2 separate regions of the Oncorhynchus kisutch genome follow, and region 2 is linked to region 1. Evidence: chromatin contacts called from public Hi-C data. All regions are on one chromosome and are shown on one strand. Each heading gives the region's core, a stretch centred on a gene start, on an enhancer-like site or on the middle of the called end of the contact. The rest is flanking DNA. Distances are from core to core; before and after follow the strand shown. Region 1 holds the start of LOC109902208 (transcription and mRNA export factor ENY2-2). Region 2 holds the start of LOC109903969 (growth/differentiation factor 6-A-like).

Evidence for each region. Hi-C and Micro-C count contacts between places; a contact is called where the count stands out from the background.
Region 2: a Hi-C map of muscle shows a contact between it and region 1, with 4 times the contacts expected there. The contact joins the promoter of LOC109903969 here to the promoter of LOC109902208 in region 1. A contact is called at or near these places in 2 of 2 Hi-C or Micro-C datasets (liver and muscle).

Annotation. Positions count from the first base shown.
Region 1 is chrLG2:27,349,853-27,354,757 of Okis_V2, forward strand. LOC109902208 (transcription and mRNA export factor ENY2-2) reads left to right here and starts at 2,014. Exons shown (of 5, transcript XM_020498375.2): 1 at 2,014-2,141; 2 at 2,515-2,592; 3 at 2,688-2,758; 4 at 3,354-3,428; 5 at 3,564-3,998. The coding sequence starts at 2,525. The coding sequence ends at 3,637.
Region 2 is chrLG2:27,507,297-27,512,201 of Okis_V2, forward strand. LOC109903969 (growth/differentiation factor 6-A-like) reads right to left here and starts at 2,834. Exons shown (of 2, transcript XM_020501012.2): 1 at 2,340-2,834. The coding sequence starts at 2,691.

The DNA of each region.
Region 1 (4,905 bases), core at 764-3,263:
GCTTCGGTATTATAGAGCTGCTGACATGGGAGGTCATTAGTTCATCCAGACCAGGTAACCCATCAATCATTCTTCCAACTTTGTAGTAGCATTTCTGCCTTCAGTGGGAATCTCTTTGCTGCTTGTCAATTTAGTCAGAGGTCTGCAGGAGTTTGGGTGCTTTAAAGTCAGTATAACAGAGGCAATTAAAGTTCTTCATGGATTCCAAAAGTCAGGAAAGTGTTTCATTAAACTGTAGTTGAGCAGAACAGGCGTAGTAGACTGTCATGTTTTTTTATTTTTTATATTACACATAATAAGGGGTTGCAGGGGGTTCCTGTACTTTAAAGAGAGATTTGTTTACCAAAAGCCCAGACTTAATTAATTATGCGGTCAGGTAGTCAGTGTTGGGATATTCCAGTGACCACTAGACTCTGAAGGATGGCATCTGTTTACCTCAACCCAGGAAGAAACCGTCAACTGATCAGTTTAAATCAATACTTGAACTTCAGTTTGAGGTTTATTTATCCTCGGATAACTCCTTCTCGTTTGAATACTCCGGTAGTGTCGTGTTCAAACATGTTGTAGCAGACACGGCATGTTTTTTCAAGCTGCATTTAACACAAAACTCTTCTTAAACCATGAAAGACTTCTGAGGTAAACTCTCGTCACTTTAAATGCCTTCTTTCTCTAAACATCACACAAAGTATATTAGTATATGTAGTAGGCCTATGTGATCTAGAAAGGATGTGATGAAGTATCTGCAGTTTTTTTCTCATTGTTTTTCTCTACATCTTAAGTTAACAGCTAAATCCACTTTTAATCCCTGCTCTTTCCCCATGTATTAGACTGTGATGTAAGGGGCTATGCACAGATCATTCATCAAAATACTGAGGAAAAAATTTCTGAGAAAATAAACATTTTCAGTAACCCCAGGTGGCTAATGGTTGGCAGGAGTACCCCATTAAGGAATTAGGAGACGGTGCCAAGTGTCTTAGAAAATCCACTATCATGTTTGATCCTCCTTTAAACCAACCCTAGGATACCATTTCAAAACTGCAGCATATTCAGCCTGGTTAACTTTGTTTTCTAGTCACATACTCTGTTACTTCAACTTGTTTGCAAAACAATGTTATCCTATCCTTCTCTCCCTTGACTCATTTGAAAAAGAGTTTCAAACACATGGGCTGCATTTACACAGGCAGCCCAATTCTGATATTTTACCCAATTATTGGTCTTTTGACCGTTCACATCCTATCTTTTGACCATAATTGGGCAAAAGATCAGAATTGGACTGCCTGTGTAAACATGTTGTCATAAGTAGCAAATTCAAGGGGTATGAACCCTGGCCCAGTGACTGTCAATTCAATACCTTAACCATTACGCCATAAGGTCAGAACTTTTTGACAAGGTCACAAGTTTTATGTTGTTCCAATATTTGTTCCAATATTCTTGAGCTAATTGTTTTCCATACAATTATGAAGATTTTCCAGGCAGGGAATAGACATTGTTAGGATAAAAACGTCACAAAATAAAGTAATATTTCCAACACCATATTAAAAGTGGTGCAACACCAGAGATTGGAAACTGAAATACAGTATCTTTGACCGTACTACAAATTGATGGAAGTTGATTTTTAGACAGCTAAAAAGAAACAGAACACCTGACATCTAAACTGATGTCATAATATTTATATTTTTACATTTTGTCATTTAGCAGTATCCAAACTGACGATCAGTGCATTCAACTATGGAGTTTCAGGATTTCATAAAATAATCTTAACCTAGACTCAGGGTTATTCTTCTTACCGAATATTATTAGGATTGAGCAACCATCTAATACTTGCCAAAAACAGCACTTCATGGTCACGTGTACAATAAGAGGCATTGTAAGAACATAAAACTCCACTGATCTCATCTATGTAACGTTATCACTCTGTAAGAGTTGAGTCTGTTATAATCCGAGTTCTTATTCAACGCTACCACCTAGTGGCATAACGATAGTACTTCATTAAAAGTTAGGAACCTTTTCTGGTATCAACGGTTTCCTGGGGGTCCTTATTCATTGTGGGACACAACAATTAGCTGTGGCTAACTAGCTCGCCAGTTATAATTTTATTGGCACTGTGTGCAACAGCATGCACGTTTCATCGAACGTTTTGGGCAAGTGTGAGATTTTTACGTCCTTGATAGCGATGTAGCTTGTTATCGCCAATTATCAGATAGTGAACGAGCTTGTTTGCCTGGCTAATGTCAAAAATACGTTAGGTTGTCAACAGTTAGCATATAGCTAGCAAGTAAAGCCTAGCAATGGTTTATGCTGCTCGTAGTTTGTTCTAAAGAGGAGTGATTTAATGTTATCTACAGCGCAAATCTTAACATTTTTCATGATAGACAGCTGTCCACCTTGTTTGTAGACTGTTACAGTAGCTAGCTAACGTGAACTATTAAACTGATCCCTGCCTCAGCAGTTGACTAATGAAAGCTAGCTAGCTAACACCACAACATAAACTCAATCTGAATCTCACCTTTGCAGCTAAAAGAATATGAGCAAAGATTCCAAGATGAGAGCAACAATTAATCAGAAATTAACTGAGATGGGTGAACGAGAGCGGTAAGAACATTTCACAAATGTCTATTTAATCGTTATTAGAAGACCGATCAACTCTATGGTCACTACTCTTCTTGCTTGTTTTGGTTGAACCACAGATTGAAGGAGTTGCTCAGAGCTAAACTCACTGAATGCGGATGGAGGGATCAGCTGAAAGCTCATTGCAAAGGTAAGAGTTTTGCAAAGGAGAATTTAGCATTTTTTCAAACACCTGAAACACAATTTTTTCCCCCAGCAATCATTATGCTTAATTCTATGTAAAAATGATATTGATATTTTTCTGCACATCAAATCTCTTGATCTGTCTGTATTGTCCTGTCTGCTCTTTAAAAAATATATATAAACTGAATATGCATCTCTGCTTAAAATTCTGGGTAAAAGATTGAAAGGAATGTGAGTCTCATTCAGTTCATTTTGTAATTTGCTTGCTCTTCTAAAGTCTACCAACCTTGCCAGCAGGCATGCTGTTTAAAATAGTTAGACACACTAGCTACTCTAACTTCATTTATAGCCTGAAATGGCTCTTGGCAGCTAGTTTTAGGAGATTGAGAATATATCTGGGCTAGCGAAAGCCAACTTCATAAATTGCTAGGTGGCTAGTAGTATGACAGAGAACAACAACATTTTAAACAAAATAATTGTTTTATTATTTTTAACCAGGGCAAATCTGAGGGGGCATGTGCCTCCTTTGAGTATGACGCCACTGACATGGTAAAAAAAAAACAGTGTAACCATCATGCCACTCATCAAGTAATTGTTTGCAGATGTCATCAAAGAAAAGGGCTTGGAGCATGTGACCGTCGAGGACCTTGTGGTAGAAATCACCCCTAAAGGAAGAGGTATTTAGGCCTTTTTGTTGTTGTGTATACAGTACCTTTCTTCTCATCCCTCTGTTCAATAACTTTCAAAAAAGTTTAACGTTGACACAACTATCAAAACCCGAAACGAATACTGTATCTTTATTTCCTCCTCAGTTCTGGTGCCTGATAGTGTGAAGAAGGAGCTGCTGCAGAGGATAAGAGCCTTCCTGGCTCAGCATGCCACATAATGGAACCAACGTGACCTTTTTTTGCTATCAGAGTTTTTCGAGCTTGTTTTCTTTTTGCCATCGTGCTGTTATTACTAGCTATTTGATGCAATCATCCATCATGATTTAGACTTATTCAATTAGTTTGTTAAATGTCCGATTTTAAGAATGAAAGATGTCTGTTTTTCACCGCCCGCAGTTCTTTACATGATGCAACGAGTCAACATGTGTCAATAACTTTACGTTGTATTGGAATACATAACATTCTATGCTGTTTTTAATCTGTGGATTGTCTTCTGATTTTGAGTTGGTTTGTAATTAGAGAAATGCTTTTGAGAGGAGTTGGTAATAAAGCTGGTTCTGGGTTTTGTACGAAGTTCAATGCGATGTTTTGTTTTTGAAAGAAGGCTTGCAATGACACTCAATCTTTTAGACTGTGTTACAGTCGGTCTGTGTAGGTTAACTTTGTATATTTAACTAATTTAATACTCAGATACTCAATTGAGTATCTGGCCAATAGTTATTCTCATACTAGAGGTACTGTAAAATAATATGCACAATAAAGAATCAAAGGATGTACTTAAACTCAAGATATGGAGCTGTATGGGCAATTTACCTTGGTAATCTGAAACACACTACAGTGGTGCATTGAAACTTAAGGTGTCCTTTGACTAAATTACATCCCCTGTGCTTATAAACAAACATACATGTTCCCATAATGACGACCCTACTGCTGCTTTACTTCCTAGAGTAACAGAGTGGTCCTGACGGGGGAGCTATTGGGATGGAGAGGGGGAGATTACGAAAAGATAAACACGAGTGTTCACAGGGAGAGATATAACTCATGTGGATGCACCAAGGGACAAATAGCTTTTTTCAGATAGGGTTTTCAGATTATTCCAAGGTCCTGTGAGTGTAGTGTGTGAAATGAGCAAGTGTTCATGTGAGAGACTCCTTGGGTTGACAAGTTCAGAAACAAAAGTTATACCATGGTGTGATGGATAAAGGAAATCTGTAAAAAGTTGGCCACGGCCCCTCTCTACAATGTCCCGGCTGTTACTTTAAATACAATAGACAATCCATGTAAGCCTTTCTCATTCTGGACACAACTGTATAAACTTCATATCACATCTGTAAAATACATTTTCACAGATTAGCTTGTAAGGCTCTGATCTGTTTTATAGTTTAGTCAATTCCACAAGATGACTCAGATCACTTTGTTTTGTTTAAACCACTCTTGTTACAGACCAGGAATAGCAAATAGGCTATAGATTACATTTTGAATGGCT
Region 2 (4,905 bases), core at 1,584-4,083, 160 kb after region 1:
CTTCCTCATTAAAATACTTACCCGCTTATATTTAATCTCCTCTTGCCAACGACAACACTCCCGGTTCAAAAGTGCTTGGCCTGATTATGCTGACTTTAGGTTACAGCGGGAATCTGTTTTAAAGAACTTTTAAAGACATTACAGTTTGTTGATTTGGAGATAAGACACGACAAATTAAAATTATATGTAATTTACATATTTATCTGACCAAAATATGAACGATACGGCGTCATCCATTTATGTTAGGCCTATTGTTGTATTATCTGAGTTTGTGGACAACATATAACATTGATGTTACGTTTTCTTTTATCTATTAGGCTACAACTTTCTGAAGGTTGAGAAAGAGACCGAAGAGGAGAGGAGTGATATATATATATATAATTTTAGAGAGAGAGAGAGAGAGAGAGAGAGAGAGAGAGAGAGAGAGAGAGAGAGAGAGAGAGAGAGAGAGAGAGAGAGAGAGAGAGAGAGAGAGAGAGATTTCTAGTGCTGTGGCTTCCGAGGCCAGCGAGCACCATCTGCGTTTTAATGAGTTACTTCAAGTGCCAAAAGTAATTTTTATACATTTGGTTCATTCTTGTCTGACCTTGCGACCATAACGAACATAGGGACGTCTCCTAATCTGTTTTGCATAAATTGTTTTTATTTTACCTGCAGAGGGGAAAGGCTACACAATATAAAACATTTCAGTTTTATACAAAAGTGTCGTCTATCGTACAAGTGTTTCCAAAAAGAGCTGTGCGTAATAGCTGAAAAAGCGCAAAATGCATAAATTACGCACGGACGCCGTCGCATGAATATTACTTTTCGGACTTTTTAAAGTGCAAAAAACATTATGTTGTAACCTATTAAACAATACAACTCAACACTCGAGGGCCTGGTAGAATCTTAACAGAAACCACCAATGTGCTAAGAGAACGGAAGAAAAAATATTGTCAGTAATTAAAGTGGCGGTCGCACAGGGAGGTACACAGTAAAATACTAACCACTTCATAGCGAAGGACGTGCTCTTACATTTTTTTCCTTCGTTTTTGGTGATGTGCCATTGGCTGAGCTGGGTCATTATGGGAGAATAGACAGTGTTTGATATGTTATGACATGAACACTCAATTAGATCACGAGTTCAAATACTCCAATCAGCGGTTCGATGCTAAGCAACCCTCAGAGAGTCCAGAGAAGGGTCAGAGCCAGTGACACATCAAATCAAAATCAGGGGAAAAGTGAGGCTTTTTCACCAAATCATCTCTATGCTACAGATGGGAAATAATGGCAACAATGACGTTAACTGCTTGCATTTCTCCTCTAAAGATAAAGCAGACGTACATGTGTTCGGTTTGTTGGTGTTTATCTTCCTTTGTCTGTCTAATCAAATCCGTCAAATCACCTTGTTACACAGTTAACTGTCCCTAATCACCTGTAGCCCACCCTAACCCATTCTAATATATCCGTTTATTAACTGCAGAGTTGGCCATACAGATTGCATGATGATCTGTAACACAAACTGTTCAAACTGTTCATTCCTAGCAAGCCAACTGTAATTTCCTGTTTGACGTGTTCACTGATTCACATAGTCCTACACCAATTTGTAAATGCACAAGTTCTTTGGAAATATAACTTTTTCTATGATGATCACAATTGGCTCTGTTTTGAGATAGTCTAGTCGGACGACAAGGCAAGGTTTGAGCAGGATGGGTTTGGTGCACGCGGGGACCAATAGAGAATGATTTACTACCTTGATTTAGATAGGACCTCAATTAGTGTTTTATTGTCGTCTTACCTGGGGCTCAATGTAAGTATAATATAACTTTTTACTTTGCAAAACTGACGTACGCCTATGGCTCTTAAAAATGTGTCCCAAGGGCTCAAAGTGAACTGAATGCGACAACAAAACGTAATGCGTCCCTCATAAACGGTGATAACGTTCCAGTGCAACTTTGAGGCTGACAAGATAATTGCACTTTAGCTTGTGATATATCGTTTTATGCATTCATTAATAGTACCTTTTACAATTCAAACTTCTACATATTTAGATTGGCCAGCACACTCTATTTTGATGTGGTTATTTTATTTTATGGCACTCTTTATGGGTCAAGAGTAGAACAGGCAAACCATTTTTCCACATTTCAACTTGCAACTCCAGCATTTCTTTCAATAAGACAGCCATTGTAAAATTATTAGTTTATGCTATTGTGAAAGGGGGTGTTTTTTTTAGATTCAAAAAAATGCATACCATGGCTGCAGCGATGTGTGCAAATCTAGAACAAACGTAGCAAGATTGTTACTTGGTCGTATGCAACGGTAGTAGACTACATAGCTAAGTCATTTTAGATGAGACCAACCTGTTCCTCTGTCCACAAAACTTGTTATGGTGTTTGCAGACTTTGAGGAGCGGAAAAAACTTGCGTTTAGTCCGAGTCTCTCTGCAGCCGAATACGTTCTGTATATGGAGAGCATGTAATCGTGGGGCACAATTGCGTCCTTATTAAAGTCTTCTCGGTGACGGCTTAACATAGGGGAAGATGCGAAGATCTCTTTGAGAAATGTGGTTGACCTTTGTCCATCATGAAGTATCTTCACTCCCTTGTTTCTCCTTGGCATAGAGGGGGATATGATGGCAGCTGACTGAAAACATGGTATATTCCAAATGAAGATCAGTAACAAATATAACGATAGTACTTGAAATGCGTCCATGGTGATAGTGTCCCAAAGATGTTTCGAAGCCCTCTCCACAATGAAGCGACTTTTAGACAGCAAGAGCTGAAGATAGACTGCGCGTCAGTTAGACTTCTGCGTTCCCTTCTCACCAGAAAAGTGCGTTCGCGCCCTCGACTTCACACAAGAGCGGAGACTGTTGAATCAATAGAGAAACACGCCCACTTGCAGACGCTCATGTAGCCTACTTACTGGAGAACTTTTCCCAGTCTTTCTATGGACGTTAAGACGGAGGAGACATCTCCGATGGCCGAGAAGTCGTATCTCACAGCCATAAGTAACGCCACAGGAAGCCAAGTTTAAAGGTACAATAACACGTTGGCATAGGTCAAGAGTTGGACAAAGATTTCAACAGAGCAGAGGTCATGGAACGTTCCTAACCAGCTGAGAGAGTAGCCTATTGGCCTATATTGATCAATGTAACCAATTATCTAAGACCCCCCCAATAAACTTTTAGACACGAAAATATTTTTTTTATTTCAAACATGCAAAGAATTTGGGGCCATCTTGTTTTACTTTATAAAAACCTTTCGCAATAGTTTAGCTATTTGGGACGATGTTCTACATCCCTAACGAAGGTCACAGGTGCAATCTTTACTTTTCAAGACAAAGGACCTCGGTTATATATATTGTATTCCTGTGCGTAAACCAAATTGGCAAAGGTTATCAATAGATTCTGAAAGTACTAGAAGAGAATGTGTTCCGTTCAAGAAAATAAATGGCACGAACACTATTCATTAGGCTATTCAGCCTATCTTTTTGCTGTACTCTACCGGCCTCCAATGGCATTGCCATGAACTGCAAGTTGCTTCAAAATCATACGACCCGTACTTCTCTAAATATCTAGGCCCACTTGATGAAGACATGATAATAATGTATCCTCAAAAATGTGTCATTCAGTTCATGATAAGGACATCATGTCTCCAGATAAAGGACAATGAAAATCCCTTGTGGAAATCTCCAATCTTGAACGGGTTAGTCAGAGATAAGATGTGTGCATAGGCCTTGTCAGTAACATATTAACTAACTGTGGTGTTAGTAGGTCAACAAACCGACAAGGTCCTTCACAGTGATAAGATTTTAAATAGTTTGAGACAGGAAACAACTTCACAGTGATTTATAATGCATGCAGGTGTTGATGCATTCACTAATTGTGTGTCTGCCATAGTTTTTACTCTGTGTATGTTTAGGACTATAGCCAACCTCTATGCAGGCCCTATTTCTAATGACAGTTGGGTAAGATTGGATCCAAAAGATTCACCAACCAAATACTTTACCCGGTTTTGAAGAACTCCACAAAATCAATTTTGGATGCAGATTTTTTTTTGTGGTATGTAAAGTTTTAGCTTTTATCTGCACTACCCATGAAAAGTTTAAGAACACCTACTCATTCAACGGTTTTTCTTTATTTTTTTATATTTTTTTCTACATTGTAGAATAATAATGAAGACATCAAAACTATGAAATAACACATATATGGAATCATGTAGTAACTAAAAAAGTGTTACACAAATCAAAATATATTTTATATTTGAGATTCTTCAAATAGCCAACCCTATGCCTTGATGACAACTTTGCACACTCTTAGCATTCTTTCAACCAGCTTCATCTGGAATGCTTTTCCAACAGTCTTGAAGGAGTTCCCACGTATACTGAGCACTTGTTGGCTGCTTTTCCTTCACTCTGCGGTCTGACTCATCCCAAACCATCTCAATTTGGTTGAGTTCAGGGGATGGAGGCCAGGTCATCTGATGCAGCACTACATCACTCTCCTTCTTGGTAAAATAGCCCATACACCGGGTCATTGTCCTGTTGAAAAATAAATGATAGTCCCACTAAGCCCAAACCGGATGGGATGACGTATCGCTGCAGAATGCTGCGGTAGCCATGCTGGTTAAGTGTGCCTTGAATTCTAAATAAATCACTGACAGTGTCACCAGCAAAGCACCCCCACACCATAACACCTCCTCCTCCATGCTTTAAGGTGAGAAATACACATGCAGAGTTCATCCATTCACCCACAATGCGTCTCACAATGATACTGCCGTTGGAACAAAAAATCTCCAATTTGGACTCCAGACCAAAGGACAAATTTCCACCCGTCTAATGTCCATTGCTCGTGTTTCTTGGCCCAAGCAAGTCTCTTCCTATTATTGGTGTCCTTTAGTAGTGGTATCTTTGCAGCAATTCGAC